2 separate regions of the Mus musculus genome follow, and region 1 is linked to region 2. The links are chromatin contacts, called in public HiChIP or PLAC-seq maps. All regions are on one chromosome and are shown on one strand. The core of a region is the stretch at or near the end of the contact, and the rest is flanking DNA. Distances in the headings are between cores, read along the strand shown.

Region 1 (3,154 bases), core at 648-3,147, 230 kb after region 2:
TGGGCCTTCACTTCTCCATAACTGCCTGTCATCTCTAACCCCTGCCTGGTCACTGCAGCAGCGTGTCTCCCAGGGACCTTGAGTTGTAGTGGTTCTGTGTCTTCTGGTTCCCAGAGTCCTTAGTCCCTGACCTAGGACTCTTCTGAAGATGGCTCCTGTTTATAGCATCAGGAGACAGGGAGGCCTACCATGAATCTCTTTTCTAAAGCTGTCCGCGAAGGAAGAGTCACCTTCACGATGAGGTCCCACATTGTATCTCAAACAAGGAAGAGACATCTCCGTCTGCCTGCCTGCCATCACTGAGAAGACCTGTGCTCCTGGCTGACTTGTGGGTCTGTCTGCCTGTCTGTTGTCACTGGGAAGACCTTCCTGGTTAGCTTGTCATTGAGAAGACCTATGCTTCTGCTGACTCATGGATATGACTCTCTGGAAAAGACCTGTGTTCCTGGCTGATGTGTGTGTGTGTGTGTGTGTGTGTGTGTGTGTGTCTGCCTGCCTGCCTGCCTGCCTCCCTGCCTGACTGTCTGTATCTCATTGAGAATATATGTGCTCTTGGCTGACGTGTATATGTGTGCGCGCGCCTATGTGTGTTTCTCTCTCTCTCTCTCTCTCTCTCTCTCTCTCTCTCTCTCTCTCTCTCTCTCTCTCATTCTCTCTCTCTCTCTCTCTCTCTCTCTCTCTCTCTCTCTCTCTCTCTGTCCTTCTCATTAAGAAGACCTGTACTCCTGGCTGACTTGTGCTTGTGGCCTGATGTGATGCACTTCCCACACAGCTGGGTGTTAAGCATCTCTGCTGCTTAGTTCTGGACTGCTGAGTGAATGACTTTGCAGATTCCCATCCATTCCCCATTGCTGTCTTAGTTAGGGTCTCTGTTTTTGTGCTGAAACATCATGACTAAAGACAAGCTGGGGAGGAAAGAACGGGTTTATTTGGTTTACACGTGCACTTCACTGCTCATCACGGAAGGAAGTCAGGACAGGAACTCAAACAGAGCTGGAACCTGTAGCTGGGAACCTGGAGGCAGGAACTGATACAGAGGCTATGGAGGAATGCTGCTTACTGGTTTGCTCAGCCTGCTTCCTTGTAGAAACCAGAAACATCAGCTCAGGGTGGCACTATCCACAATGGGCTGGGCCCTCCCTCATCAATCACTAATTAAGAAAATGCTCTAAAGACTTGCCTGCAGACAGATCTTCTGGAGGCATTCTCTTCACTGAAGTTCCCTCTTCAGATGGCGTTAGCTTGTTTTAAAGTTAACATAAAAGTATCCGGCACAATTGACCCCTTGTCAACTTGACACAAACACATCGCTGTTAAGCACAGCCTTTTCTATCTTGCTCACCTTAAGATCACCCATTAATAACAACACAATGTAAAACATTTGGAAACTTAAAAAGCCCCCATGGACTTTAAAAATTCAAACACTTTATTCAGCCTTTTTTTTTTTTAAATTTAGTTTCTTTTCAAATCCAAGATCTTTTAAAATATAATGTCTCTCAATTGTAGGTTCCTATAAAATAAAAATAAGTTAAATACCTTTTTACTTCAAGAAGGAAGAACCAGGATGCAGTCACAACGAAATCAAAGCAACCCCAAATTCCAACAGTATAAATAATATCCAACATCTGGGATTTACTTCCAGTCTTCTGGGCTCCTGTACAGGGCTTGGGTCAAGCCTCTGGCTCGCCTCTCTTCAGCACACACAGCTTGACTTTGAAGCTCCAGCTGGTTCCATTCCTCCTCTGCTGCTGTTCCTGGTAGCCATCCCATGGGACTGGCATCTCCAAAACTGCTGGGGCCTCTTCCTGCAGCTAAGCTGCATTTTCACCAACAGCCTCTCCTGGGCTCTCTCAGGGGACTTCAGTCTGTCTTATAGTGCCAAGTCTCAGCTGCCCTCCATGGCCTTTTCCTGCCGTCAAAACCAGTACGTACCACAAGGGTGACTCTTACACTATCAAGTTCAGCTACCCGCACATGGTGCAACCTTGGCCACGTCTGGAACACAGCTTGTGTGTGCTGACGGAGGAAACCTCAGTGATGATGGTCTCTTTTTGATCATGACTGATTGTGTAGTCCCATCTGACCAGCATCCATTTTTCCAGCAAAGCAAACACTTTACTTTAGTTGCCCCAGGCTCTTGTTCATCTCAGATGATTCTTCAGTTCCAGCTGACCACACACCGCAGATTCTTTGCACACGAGGCCTAATATAGTCTTCCCTTCCCGCTGAAACTTCGTAAGTGAAGCCTCCACCATCTGTACTTTCAACATTCATATATTCCAAGCTCCTACTGAATATCCCGCTGATTTCTCAATACTCAATGGCTTTTCTAGACCAAACTTCTAAAGTCTTTCCACAATCCTCCCCCAAAACAGCATGACCAATTCTGTCACATCAATACCCTGCGTCTGGTAGCAAATTGTCTTAGGGTTTCTGTTGCTTTGATGAAACACCATGACCAAAAGCAAGTTGGGAAGGAACTTGCTTATTTGGCTTACTATCCTACATCACTGCTCATCAGTGAAGAAAATCAGGACAAGAACTCAAATAGGGCTGGAACCGGGAGGCAGGAGCTGATGCAGAGGCTATGGAGGGGTGGTGCTGCTTGCTGGCTTGCTCATCATGGCCTTTTCAGCCTGTTTTCTTGTAGAACTCAGAACCACAAGCCCAAGGATGCTCCCTGGCCCCCACCGCAATGGGCAGGGCCCTCCCTCATAAATCGCTAATTAAGAAAATGTCTTACAGGTTTGCCTCCAGCCTGATTTCATGGAGACATTTTCTGCCCTGTGGGTCCCTCCTCTCAAATGACTTTAGTTTGCGTCAAATTGACCTAAAATCATACAGCACAGTTGTGTTCGGAATCTCTTGCCCTTTCTCACTCTATGGTTTCCCTTTGGTGTCCTCACTCTTCTCAGGAGGATCATGGAAAGGATGCTTTGATTCTGCCACCTCATCCTGGAATTCTCCCTCACTGGGGTTTTGAACCTTCTCTGTGGAAGGACATGGAGTATCTTTAAAACAGTATGAATAGCTGGACATGACCACACACATAACACCTGTAACTCCAGGGATATGGAGGACAGAAACAAGAGGATCACCAGGTCTGCTGGACACCAGCTCAACAGGGAGAGACTCAAGTGAAGAAAGTGGAGGG
Region 2 (3,243 bases), core at 104-2,603:
GCTCCTTGTGCAGGGATGTTGACAGTCCTTATGGAATAGCAGGCAGCAGGCTGGGGCATTAGATAGATGTTCCTTCTCGCTGGTACTTCCAGGTCACATTGTGTTGATAAAACGGGAATTGGGCTCAATCTACACTTTAGATCAGGCTGGGAAATGAAGCAGAAAGGGGAGGGATCTTTTTGTTATTATTGTGTTTCCCCCCACCCCCTTTTCACATTATGGATGTCTTTTCACTCTCCAGATGGTATCCATGTCAGAAAAGCTTAGAGATTGCTTTTTAAAAAACAGACACAGGACACACGTAGGCTTCGCAGCTTGTACTTGGCCCCTGACCCTGGCCTTCAATTGAAGCCAGTCCCATTCCCACTTGAATTGGGAGGCTGTGAGAGGCTGTAGCTGCGCTGCCTGCTAACGAGCAGCCTGCAAGTCCAGTCTCAGGGCTCTCCCCAAGAGCACAAGAGCCCTCATGCTGCCAGACTGCGTGACACAGGCAGAACAAAGCAACCGTTCTGTTCCCCGCAGCACATCCGTCCACCCAGGCTTGGCCTCCTCGAAGGCTCAGAGTAGGGACACGGAGAGTTCTGACTTCAGTTCCGTGGCCTTGGTGAGAGGAAGAAGAGTTCATTTCAAAGTCTGATGATGCATCTTGTTAATGACACCAGAAATCCAGGGCTACCAGAATCTGCGAAGTTTCTGAAGTCCTCCAAAAAAAATGTAACCTTTCTCGGTACTGGCTAAACACTGTCATTTAGCTCTAATTAACCTGGAACTCACTGTAGCTGAGGCTGACCTAAGGGCACAGTTGAGTTGCTCACCTCACAGCTGGTGGGAAGCAGCTGGGGACAGATTGCACCTTCTAAGAGCAAGCATCTGTCAGCCCACTTTTGGTGTGAACGCATCCTAACAAATCCACCAATGAGGCTTGTGAGTTACTCTCTTGTTCCAGTTACCTCTCTGCAGCAGCAGTCTCAACACTGGAGCCTCGGGGCCCAGTTTCACATTCAACCCATGACACAAGTCTCTCTACCTAGAACACAGAAAGCCGCTCCCTCTCCGGATCTCTTCCCCCTCCCTCCTCCCACTCTCTCTTCCCCACCCTCCACCTCTCATCCTTCTTCCTTCTCCTTTTGAGAGCCAAGTAACGCCTAGTATGTTCAAGAATATATTTTGTTCTGTGTCATGCACATAAGGGCTGTACCCATACAGCTGCAGCGCAAAAGCCAGTCTGCACCCTTCCTCGTGGCTCCTCCCACCCTTCCATGCCACGCCCCCTTTCTCTCCCCTCGTGTGCATCCAGGAACAAAGTGGGAGAGAGTGAAAGTCCCTGTTTCAAAGCCCATAAAAGGGGCCTTGGAGGCAAATCTCTATTTCCGCTGCAACAGGGTGATAATTACCACACTGGCCTTCCTGGAGGGCCCCCAGTCTGCCCCTTCCACCGGCTTCCTTTTTAAGCAAGAGACCGATCCAATCCTGTGGGCAGAGGCCACCTGGGTTGAACAGGGGGCGGGTGATGACAGGAAGCTAACCATCTGCACCTTAAGCCTCCGAGGAATTCTCCAGAGGGTTGTAAAAGGCTGGAAACCCACAGTCTGCCAAGCGTGGATCATGGTTCTCAGGCAGTGTTCCCACTCACAAAGGAAGGGCCAAGGTACTGCGGCCCCGTGAGGCACTCCATTCTCTGACACACAGCTGAATGGGGGCTGGATAGCATAGCTGTGACCCCAAAAGACTGCTTTTCCCTAAGCTGTGACCTTCCAGCACTTGTTGAAAGATAAGTTGTGTGAGATCTGGAGAGGTGACTTGGAAGTTAAGAGCACTGGCTGCTCTGAGAGAGGACTTTCAGTTCCCAGCTCCCAGCTCCCATGTGGTGGCTAGTGGCTGTCTGTAATCCAGTTCCAGGGGACCTGATGTCCTTTTTCTGGATTCCTAGGACACTGGGCATGAACATACTGTACAGACATACATGCAGGCAAATGGTCATATATGCAAAACTAAGATAACGTGAGCACTAAAGGTGGGATAGATAGATAGATAGATAGATAGATAGATAGATAGATAGATAGATACCTAACATTGAAAGCTGGAATGAAGGGCCCAGGGAAAAGGCAGAAACTTCCTCTGTGTTTAATCCCCCAGCAACCCAAAGCCTAGGCCCTGAAACCCAACCAGAGTGTGTCCCACAGCAGAAAATAACTTCATGTGACTGGATGCAGGGATCTTGGAAAGTCCTGGGGCCAGTTAGGTTGGGTTATGCTGAATAACAAGCAACTCCAAAACTTCCCACACTTATCGTCCGTCCGGCTGCTGTAGAAGGTCGTGTGGCTCATTGTTCTTCCTGGGAACCAGGGAGCCAGAAGGACTTTCCTTCACACTGAGAATTGATCGTTCCCGCGATGAGGAGATGGCGAGTGTGGTGAGCCACACGTCTCTTAAAGCCGAGGAGGACCACATTGAACCAAAGGAGGTCCTTTTGCTCCATTTCCATTCCATTGGAAGGGAAATACAGTACCCCCATGTGTGTGCCGGGAGAGCAGAAAACATACAGTGACTTCCACTGTCCTGCCTGCTTGCTTGCTTGCTTGCTTCCTTCCTTCCTCCCTCCCTCTCTCTCTCTCTCTCTCTCTCTCTCTTAAGATTTATTTATTTATTTATTTATTTATTTATTATATATAAGTACACTGTAGCTGTCTTCAGACACACCAGAAGAGGGCATCAGATCCCATTACAGATGGTTGTGAGCCACCATGTGGTTGCTGAGAATTGAACTCAGGACCTCTGAAAGAGCAGTCAGTGCTCTTAACCACTGAGCCATCTCTCCAGCCCTCAGCCTGCTTTCTTATAGAACCCAAGATCACCAGCCCTGCGGTGACCCCACTCAGAATTGGTCGGGCCCTCCACATCTATCACTAATTAAGAAAATGCCTTACACGCTTGCCTAAAGCAGGATCTTATGGAAGCAGTTTCTCAGTTGGGGCTCCTTCCTCTTGATGACTCCAGTTTGTGCCACGTGTATGTAAAATTAGCGAGCACGTGCCCCCCATACATATACCACTCAGTAAAATAAAAGCAGTGACCTTCTGGATGGACTAGGGAGATGGTTTGATGAATGGGTATAGTAATTGTTGCACGAGGACCTGGATCTAGATATGCAGAGCTCAGTAAATCCAAGCACAGTAGTGCAATGTGAAATCCCAGTGCTGAGACAGGAGGATCCTGGAAGGTTTTCACATGTCCACCTAGATT

Evidence for each region. HiChIP or PLAC-seq counts read pairs in DNA pulled down with a chosen protein or histone mark.
Region 1: a contact with region 2 is called in an H3K27ac HiChIP or PLAC-seq map of large pre-B cells, with 2.2 times the contacts expected there. The contact joins two enhancer-like sites. A contact is called at or near these places in 5 of 484 Hi-C or Micro-C datasets (B cells, ECoMG myeloid progenitors, the G1E-ER4 cell line and 2 more) and 3 of 115 datasets of contacts at active chromatin or transcription factors (embryonic stem cells, large pre-B cells and stem cell-derived neural progenitor cells).

Annotation. Positions count from the first base shown.
Region 1 is chr7:49,730,069-49,733,222 of GRCm38.p6, forward strand. No RefSeq gene overlaps it. Among named protein-coding and RNA genes, the nearest start is that of Gm32962, 21 kb to the right of the region's middle. Within about 2 kb of position 1,898, at least 4 of the 459 cell types and tissues checked have an H3K27ac peak or open chromatin away from gene starts, as enhancers often do.
Region 2 is chr7:49,495,853-49,499,095 of GRCm38.p6, forward strand. All of the region lies in intron 11 of Nav2 (neuron navigator 2), which reads left to right. Among named protein-coding and RNA genes, the nearest start is that of Gm51447, 59 kb to the left of the region's middle. Within about 2 kb of position 1,354, at least 121 of the 459 cell types and tissues checked have an H3K27ac peak or open chromatin away from gene starts, as enhancers often do.